2 separate regions of the Macaca mulatta genome follow, and region 1 is linked to region 2. The links are chromatin contacts, called in public Hi-C maps. All regions are on one chromosome and are shown on one strand. The core of a region is the stretch at or near the end of the contact, and the rest is flanking DNA. Distances in the headings are between cores, read along the strand shown.

What was found. Hi-C and Micro-C count contacts between places; a contact is called where the count stands out from the background.
Region 1: a Hi-C map of fetal cortical plate shows a contact between it and region 2, with 1.8 times the contacts expected there. The contact joins the promoter of ZNF281 here to the promoter of NR5A2 in region 2. A contact is called at or near these places in 2 of 14 Hi-C or Micro-C datasets (fetal cortex germinal zone and fetal cortical plate).

What each region holds. Positions count from the first base shown.
Region 1 is chr1:58,049,895-58,054,064 of T2T-MMU8v2.0, reverse strand. It overlaps ZNF281 (zinc finger protein 281), which reads left to right and starts at 1,897. Exons shown (of 3, transcript XM_078002422.1): 1 at 1,897-2,022; 2 at 2,236-2,397; 3 at 2,506-4,170. The coding sequence starts at 2,250.
Region 2 is chr1:57,681,310-57,685,677 of T2T-MMU8v2.0, reverse strand. NR5A2 (nuclear receptor subfamily 5 group A member 2) reads right to left here and starts at 2,846. Exons shown (of 8, transcript XR_013417335.1): 1 at 2,443-2,846.

The DNA.
Region 1 (4,170 bases), core at 648-3,147, 370 kb before region 2:
CTTACGTTTTCCAGTTTACTATTAAGGACATTACAAAGGCTATCGATGAACACCAGATGAAGAGATGGATAGAGGAAGGTATGTGGGAAGGGGCGTGGAGCTTCCATGCCCTTTCCGGGTGCGCCACCCTCCCGGAACCTTCACGGGTTCGCTTACAGGAAGCTTTCCAAACCCTGTCCTTTTTAGGTTTTTATGGAGGCTTCACTACACAGGCATGATTGATTAAATCACTGGCCATTGGAGATCAACTTAACCTTCAATCCCTCTCTCCTCCCCGGAGGTCGGGGGGTGGGACTGAAAGTCCCAAACTCTAATCCTGCCTTGGCCTTTCCGGTGACCAGCCCCCATCCTGAAGCTACCAAGGGGTTGCCAGCCATCATCAGTCGCTTCATTAGCATACAAAAAGACATTTATTACTTTGCAGATTCCAAGGATTTTAGCAGTTGTGTGCCACAAAACGGTTCAAAGTCCAAATATATATTTCACAATATCACAACTATACTTGACAGAATTAAAGTGTCAGTTTAAGTGGTGGAATACTTACATGTTGTTTCATGGGATTAGAAAAAAAGCAATTACTTCTTATCTCAAAATGCTCATTAAATATCGTCCTTAAATTTTTTAGGGCAGGCTCAGAGAGGTCCATAAGTATTAGTAAATAATCCCTATGGTTTCGATTGTGAAATTTCTCAGAGAATTTATTATTTAATTATGAGAAATTATTTAGCTAGAAACATTGTGATGTACATGTAATTTCATTAAGAAAACATACTATGTAAATAAGCTGTTGTCATAGTTCTGGTTCTTTTATTTAAAATTTCTCATTTATAAATATCCTTTGCTAGGAAAATGTCTGGTTTAGATTTCTGCGTGCTTAACATGAAATCGAATGCCTTGTGCACATTAGGCACTGAATAAATATTTGTTGTTTGATTTTGTTGATATAACTTTGATTTTAAGATTTTACTTCATTACTTTCCTTTACGAGAAAAATTTCTAAATTTGCAATGAGTTTCTCGGCATTCTGTACTGGCGAGGAGAGTGGATCCTAGCAGAGCTCTTAGAATGGCCTGGTGGTTAATTTTGCATAAACAATATAAAGGGCCAGGCATTTATAACATGGCAAACAGACTGATTAGCCAGGCTAAGGTATGGGGGCATTTAAATAAGATGTGATGATAATGAAGTATGTGTGTGGGCATGTTTTACAGGACTGCTGCACCTGGATTACGCTCGGTTTCCTCTTCCAGTAGCCTTCAGGAAGGTTGGCAGTAAGACAAGATTTTTTTGCTTTCTTTTTTTTGCAACGGTACCACTAATTGCGGTTTCAAAGCAGGCTCCTCCTATAAATGCAAAGGATATGCGCCCATTATTAGTGCTTCCAAATTCAAAGGGATAACATAAGCACCTGTTTTAATAAATGTTGAGCATTTGGAGTTGAATGCTTCTTGATAGAATCAAAAGTGCCCTCAATGATCCACTTCTGAGTTTGAATTTTATTTCAAGACCTGGATTGCAAAACCTAGAGTGAAGAAAGCCCTAATATTGAATCCTCAGTTTCCCCCACCTTCTCTTTCAGCCTCTTTCTCTGCATCTCCCACGCCACGCTGTAGTACAGTCCCCCGTAACTTCCCGCCCCTTGGATTCCACCTCCTGAGCGTTTTCCCCCCAGAAACCCTCAACCACTCTCATCTCCTTCAGTGCAGCCCACCAATCACGCCCATGCGCCTCGAAAGCCCCTTTTTAGTAGGGCTCCAAATCCCCGCCTCTCCTGCCCTTGCTCCCCCGCCTCCGCCCAACCGCCCCAGTGATTGACAGGCAGACCGGGCGGAAGCTGCGGCGCAGGCGCCCTGGCTCCTCAGACCTCCCCTCTGGCCGGGTCGAGGAGTTCCCAGCAGACACTGCGCCGCGGCTGCGCAGTACACGGGAGGCTTTTAATTCCATTGTGGAGAGGACGGCGTTATTTTTATTAACTGGAGGCGACGGCGGCTGCGGCGGCGGCGGGACCCGTAAGTGTTGCCGGTGGGTCCAGGAGGGAGAGGGCGAGGCCTGGGGAAGAGTCGCAGGACCATGCGTGCCGGTGCCGGAGGCGACTGGGCTGGGAATTAGTGCTGGGCGCGTTGCGGTCTGGGCGGCGGCGCGGCGGGGTCCTTAGCGCTGCGGTGGTCCCGGCCCGGGGCCCGGTTCCACCTCCTTTCCTCCCTCTTCCCTCTTCCTCCTCCTTTCCTCAGCCAGGCCTCCTCCGGGGTATGAAAATCGGCAGTGGGTTCCTGAGTGGCGGCGGAGGTACCGGCAGTAGCGGTGGTAGCGGCTCCGGCGGCGGTGGTAGTGGCGGCGGCGGCGGCGGCAGCAGCAGCAGCGGCAGGAGGGCAGAGATGGAACCCACCTTTCCCCAGGGTATGGTTATGTTCAACCACCGGCTTCCCCCGGTCACCAGCTTCACCCGGCCGGCGGGGTCGGCCGCCCCTCCCCCGCAATGCGTGTTATCCTCCTCTACCTCCGCAGCCCCGGCCGCTGAGCCCCCCCCTCCGCCAGCCCCGGACATGACTTTCAAGAAGGAGCCGGCGGCGTCAGCCGCGGCCTTCCCCTCGCAGAGGACCTCCTGGGGATTCTTGCAGTCTTTGGTTAGCATCAAACAGGAGAAACCCGCGGATCCTGAGGAGCAGCAGTCCCACCACCACCATCACCACCACCACTATGGGGGGCTGTTCGCTGGAGCTGAAGAGAGGTCTCCAGGCCTAGGAGGCGGTGAAGGGGGGAGTCACGGCGTCATCCAGGACCTCAGTATTCTCCACCAGCATGTCCAGCAGCAACCAGCTCAGCACCACCGCGACGTATTGCTCAGCAGCAGTAGCAGGACTGATGACCACCATGGCAGTGAGGAGCCAAAGCAGGACACTAATGTCAAAAAGGTAAAAAGGCCAAAGCCAGAATCTCAGGGAATCAAAGCCAAGAGGAAGCCAAGTGCATCTTCCAAACCTTCTTTGGTTGGAGATGGAGAAGGTGCCATCCTCTCCCCAAGTCAGAAACCTCATATCTGTGATCACTGTAGTGCTGCTTTCCGAAGCTCCTATCATCTGCGGAGACATGTCCTCATTCATACAGGAGAAAGACCTTTCCAGTGCAGCCAGTGTAGTATGGGTTTCATTCAGAAATACCTACTACAGAGACATGAGAAAATTCATAGTAGAGAGAAGCCATTTGGATGTGATCAGTGCAGCATGAAGTTTATTCAGAAGTACCATATGGAGAGACACAAGAGGACACATAGTGGAGAAAAGCCATATAAGTGTGACACTTGCCAACAGTATTTTTCAAGGACTGATAGATTGTTGAAGCACAGGCGCACATGTGGTGAAGTCATAGTTAAAGGAGCCACTAGTGCAGAACCTGGGTCATCAAACCATAACAATATGGGTAATCTGGCTGTGTTGTCTCAGGGAAATACAAGTTCTTCAAGGAGAAAAACAAAGTCAAAAAGCATAGCTATTGAAAATAAGGAACAGAAGACCGGTAAAACAAATGAATCACAAATTTCAAATAATATAAACATGCAGAGTTACTCAGTAGAAATGCCTACCGTGTCTTCCAGTGGAGGCATAATTGGCACTGGAATAGATGAACTGCAGAAAAGGGTGCCAAAATTGATCTTTAAGAAAGGAAGCAGAAAAAATACAGACAAAAACTACCTAAACTTTGTGTCACCATTACCAGACATAGTAGGACAGAAATCCTTGTCTGGAAAACCAAGTGGCTCACTTGGCATAGTATCAAATAATAGTGTGGAGACCATTGGTCTTCTCCAAAGTACAAGTGGCAAACAAGGTCAAATAAGTAGTAATTATGATGATGCCATGCAGTTTTCAAAGAAAAGAAGATATTTACCAACTGCCAGCAGCAACAGTGCCTTTTCTATAAACGTAGGACACATGGTCTCCCAACAGTCTGTCATTCAGTCTGCAGGTGTCAGTGTTTTGGACAATGAGGCACCATTGTCACTTATTGACTCCTCAGCTCTAAATGCTGAGATTAAGTCTTGTCATGACAAGTCTGGAATTCCTGATGAGGTTTTACAAAGTATTTTGGATCAATACTCCAACAAATCAGAAAGCCAGAAAGAGGATCCTTTCAATATTACAGAACCACGAGTGGATTTACACACCTCAGGAG
Region 2 (4,368 bases), core at 1,597-4,096:
ACTTTCATGTAACCATCAGTGTGCATACAAGATGTAGTCCCTAGTTAAAAACCATGGAGTCGCTTTTTAAATAAAACGAGGCCCATTTCCTAGTACAACACAACTGAATTAAATGTAGAATTGTAAACCCTGACTGATGTCTACATACACCGGGCTCAGTTTTGTGAACGACTCAACACAACCCAACTTGCAATTTGCCATCTGAAAGCTACTCTCGAGACCCTCAGTCACTCTCTACAGCTGCACCCGTGGGTTCTTCCCAGTGGGGCTGCCCTGGGCAAATCAGAAAGACCCATTCAAAGAGCATCTCTCCTTCAGGAATCGGGTCAGGCCCTTCAATGCAACAGTTCAGTCTGATGGCTCCTCACCGCCCTCTCTTCCTCTGCCTCAGCCCTTTGGATGGCTCTGTCCAGCCATTCACCCTGGGAACGACGGTCAGCACCCTCCTGGAGGCTACGAGGTTAAACAGACGATCTCTCGGTGCCAAAGTCGCCTCGGGGTCACTAAGATGTTGCAGATGCGGACACCTCACAACCACCTGCGGGGCTGCAATACCAGGAGGCGGAGGGGGTGTGCTTGAGTTGGGAAGGGGCGGGTGGCTGCGAATAAGATCCTGAAAGAGGTCTCTTTTACCGGAAACTGGAATTTTGTTATCCCGGAATCCGGCGCCCGGAAGTGCCTGCACAGGTTTAGGATGTTGGGGTAGGCTCGCTGAGGCCAGGGGAGAGCCTTCTTCGGTACTTTTCTTGAGGCTTAGTCCCCAGCAGCCTCTCATGGGCTGGACCGACAGTCCTCCGGTTCCCAGCCCTCTGCGGTGGGACGGATTCCAAAGCTGCAGGTGTTCTCTGTTTACGCTCAGCGTGTACCCGCCTCGGTTCCTTGCTATGTGAGTTGCGGGTGCGGTCGGTGGAAATACAGTTCTTCCCGGGTTGCAGAGAGAAGTGCAACAGCGTCTCCTTCCCCTACCTTACCCTCTTTAATTCACCCTTGGGGTCTGGGGGAGACAGCGGGGGATCGGCGTGTGTGGTCTCCCGACCCAGCTCAACTCTATTTTGGCAGCGACCAGCTGGGGCTGCGCGCGGCAAGAGCCCAAGACCGCCCGCGCGGGCGCGAGCCCCCGAGCGCGCGTCCCCCGTGCGCGCTCAGTCCGCGTCTCCCGCCCGAGCGCGCTCTAGCTGCGGCCCTCGCCACGGAGCGGGAGCTGCGCGGAGCTGCCGGGAAGGACTCCTCGCCTGCACACCGCGGCGGTTCAGACCGACGAAAAAGATGCGAAATCGTTTTGTGCTTCTCTCTCATCTTTCTTGTGCCTGTATTTTCTGTGTTATCTGCAGAACAATTGATTGTGTGTTACACCCTGCTTGCCTTCCCCGTGTTTTCTTTTTCGTAAGTATAGAACATTTTTGGTAAACATTTCCTCAAGTGATATACTTTAGGGTGTAGTTGGCCCATAAAAAAAAGCAATCACTGCATTCTGTGGAGTCAGCTGACTCGGAAGGAAAAAAGAGGAAAAACTCAAGCCTGGGTTTTTCTTTCTTGTTACAATGGAGCTGAGACTCAGAGCTCATGACAGGCCCCTGCAAATTCGGAGGGAAGTTCCAGTCCGAAAGCCTAGGAAAATGCTACCAGAAAAGACACAGGTCCTTCAAAAACCGGGGGAAAGGCAGAAGGGCATGACTTCCAACAGACAATTACAGACCACTGAGAATCACTTCCCTTTAGTCCTTTACTTTTAGGATTAATTGAATGTAGTCTTGCTATAAAATTCACAAGTTTGTAACTCTATTTTTTAAATGAAAAGTAGCTTTATTTACTTATTTCTGTTTGTAAAAACAAAATATACTAATTGTTGCAAAAAAAAAAAAAAAAAACAGTAGCTCTTAACTTCAAATCCTTTATTAGTGATGGTCTAGTTTTTTGGGTTTTATTTTTTGGCGGGGGGGCATGGCTTTCATTCCCCAGGAAGATAAAATGAAAAGTTTTTACAGTATAAGCAGAGAATGAGACACCATACTTTTGTGTGGGTTGAAAAGTAACAAATACTTGACAGCTATCTGTTAAAGTTTGATCAGTGATCAGTCAATATGATTAACTTGTTTCAAATTGTTCAAATTTTAGCTTATTATTTCTGATTAAAATTATCAGCAAATATTAAAGTTGAAATTGTTAAATTATAAATTATATTTTCTCGCTGTTTAGGCTAATAGAATGCCACCAGTAAACACTAGATATAATGAATAATATTCATATGTTGAAATATTCATTTGCTTTTTTTGAACTGCAAGAAAGATAAATGTGTGATACACATACATGGGCTTATTATGTGCTTTTAATAAACATAATAGGAAAAGCCATGACTTAAAATGCAAAATCCATCAATGAGATTAAATTATATGTATGTACTAGCAGAATAAATAGATGATCAATAGAGCAACTCCTACTTACCAATAGGTGTAAGTCCGTGCTTTAAAGACTCTTGTAAATCCCCAGTATCCGAATTAGAAGACATTCTTAGTGAAATTATAGGCAGTTCTTTGGCCTAAAGCAGAAATCATTGAGCAAAAGAAAAGTGCAGCTTGTCAAATTTCGTGGCCTTGGGAAGGACACATCAGACTACGGTAACCCTTAGTGAAAGTTAAGAAAAAGCAAAGGGAAAAAAAAATCCAGAATTCATAAAGTTACAAGCAAGTCTTTCCCTGGACTCTGTACTTTTTCCAACATTAGTGACCTGCTGTAAACCATGTATCCAGTTTCATGATGATTTCTAATCAGAAGAGTGGAAACTTTTGATAGGCTTTGACTCATCACATGACTCTATGCAGGTTGATAAGAGGACCCTGTTATAAAGTGACAGCAAAAGAGATAAGAATTCTTGCCAGATAATGGCAAAGAAATGATTAACTCAGAAGTGGAGAGGTGCTGTGCAGCACAGAGTGGAAAGTTGTAAAACTGAGGGGTCAGAAGATCAGACTTAGTGGATAAAACTACAAACCAGCTAACTAACTTAGTCTAACTAAACTTTGGCTTGTGACATACCCCTTGATGTCGTCACCTCTTTGCATAGAGGAGGACGGACATAGCTCTTCTGACCTCTGTAAATATATTTTAGATGAAAACATTGGCAGACATTAATTCTTTAAGTGATGACTACAAATGTGATCGACACTCTGAAACACTAGAGGTAGCATTTCCAAGCTTATGGTCATTTATTTATTCATGTTGTGGTCAACCAACTTTTTTATCGGGCCTATTCATTAGATGAGGAGTTAACCTTAGCTTGTTTCTACATTGGTCATATGGCTAAAACACAATCTATCTCTTTATCCCCAAAAAGTAAAACTTATGCTTTGAGATTAATGCTGGCAAACTGATGAATATGTAATAGATTTTTCATAATTATAAAGTTATTATTCTTAGGCCGGGCATGGTCACTCACACCTGTAATCCCAGCACTTTGGGAAGCCAAGGCAGGCAGATCACCTGAGGTCAGGAGTTCAAGACCAGCCTGGCCAACATGGTGAAACCCCATCTCTACTAAAAATGCAAAAATTAGCCAGGCGTGGTGGTGCAGCCCTGTAATCCCAGCTACTTGGGAGGCTGAGGCGGGAGAATTGCTTGAACCTGGGAGGCAGAGGTTGCGGCGATCTGAGATCGTGCCACTGCACTCCAACCTGGGTGACAGAGTGAGACTCCATCTTCAAAAACAATAACAACAACAAAAAAACAAAAAATGATTTTTGTTTTTGAGACAGGGTCTCACTCTGTCGCCCAGGCTGGTGTGCAGTGGCATGAACTCAGCTCACTGCAGCCTCCGCCTCCCGGGTTCAAGCAATTCTCCTGCCTCAGCCTCCCAAGTAGCTGGGATAACAGGGGCGAACCACCATGCCCGGCTAATTTTTGCATTTTTAGTAGGGACGGGTTTTCACCAGGTTGGCCAGTCTGGTCTCAAACTTCTGACCTCAGATGATCTACCCGGCCTCCCAAAGTGCTGGAATTACAGGCATGAGCCACTGCACCCAAATTGGCCAAAATCCCTAATTTTAATATTGACACTCCTTTTAAACTAAGTAAATGCAGGTTGTGTGTATGTGTACAGATAATTTTTAACTCAATATATAAACATTTGTTGTAACAAAACTTCATATATCATTTGATGGATTTAGTAGTCTTTGTCTAAAGATTCACTTTACAGAATTTATGGTCTATTTATTTATTTAGAGATGGGATCTCACTCTGTAGCCCAGGCTGGAATGGAGTCGTATAGTCATAGCTCACCCAACCTCAGACTCCTGGACTTAAGCAATCCTCCTGCCTTAGCCTCCTGAGTTAGGACTACAGATGTGTATCACTACACTTGGCTGATTTTTAAAA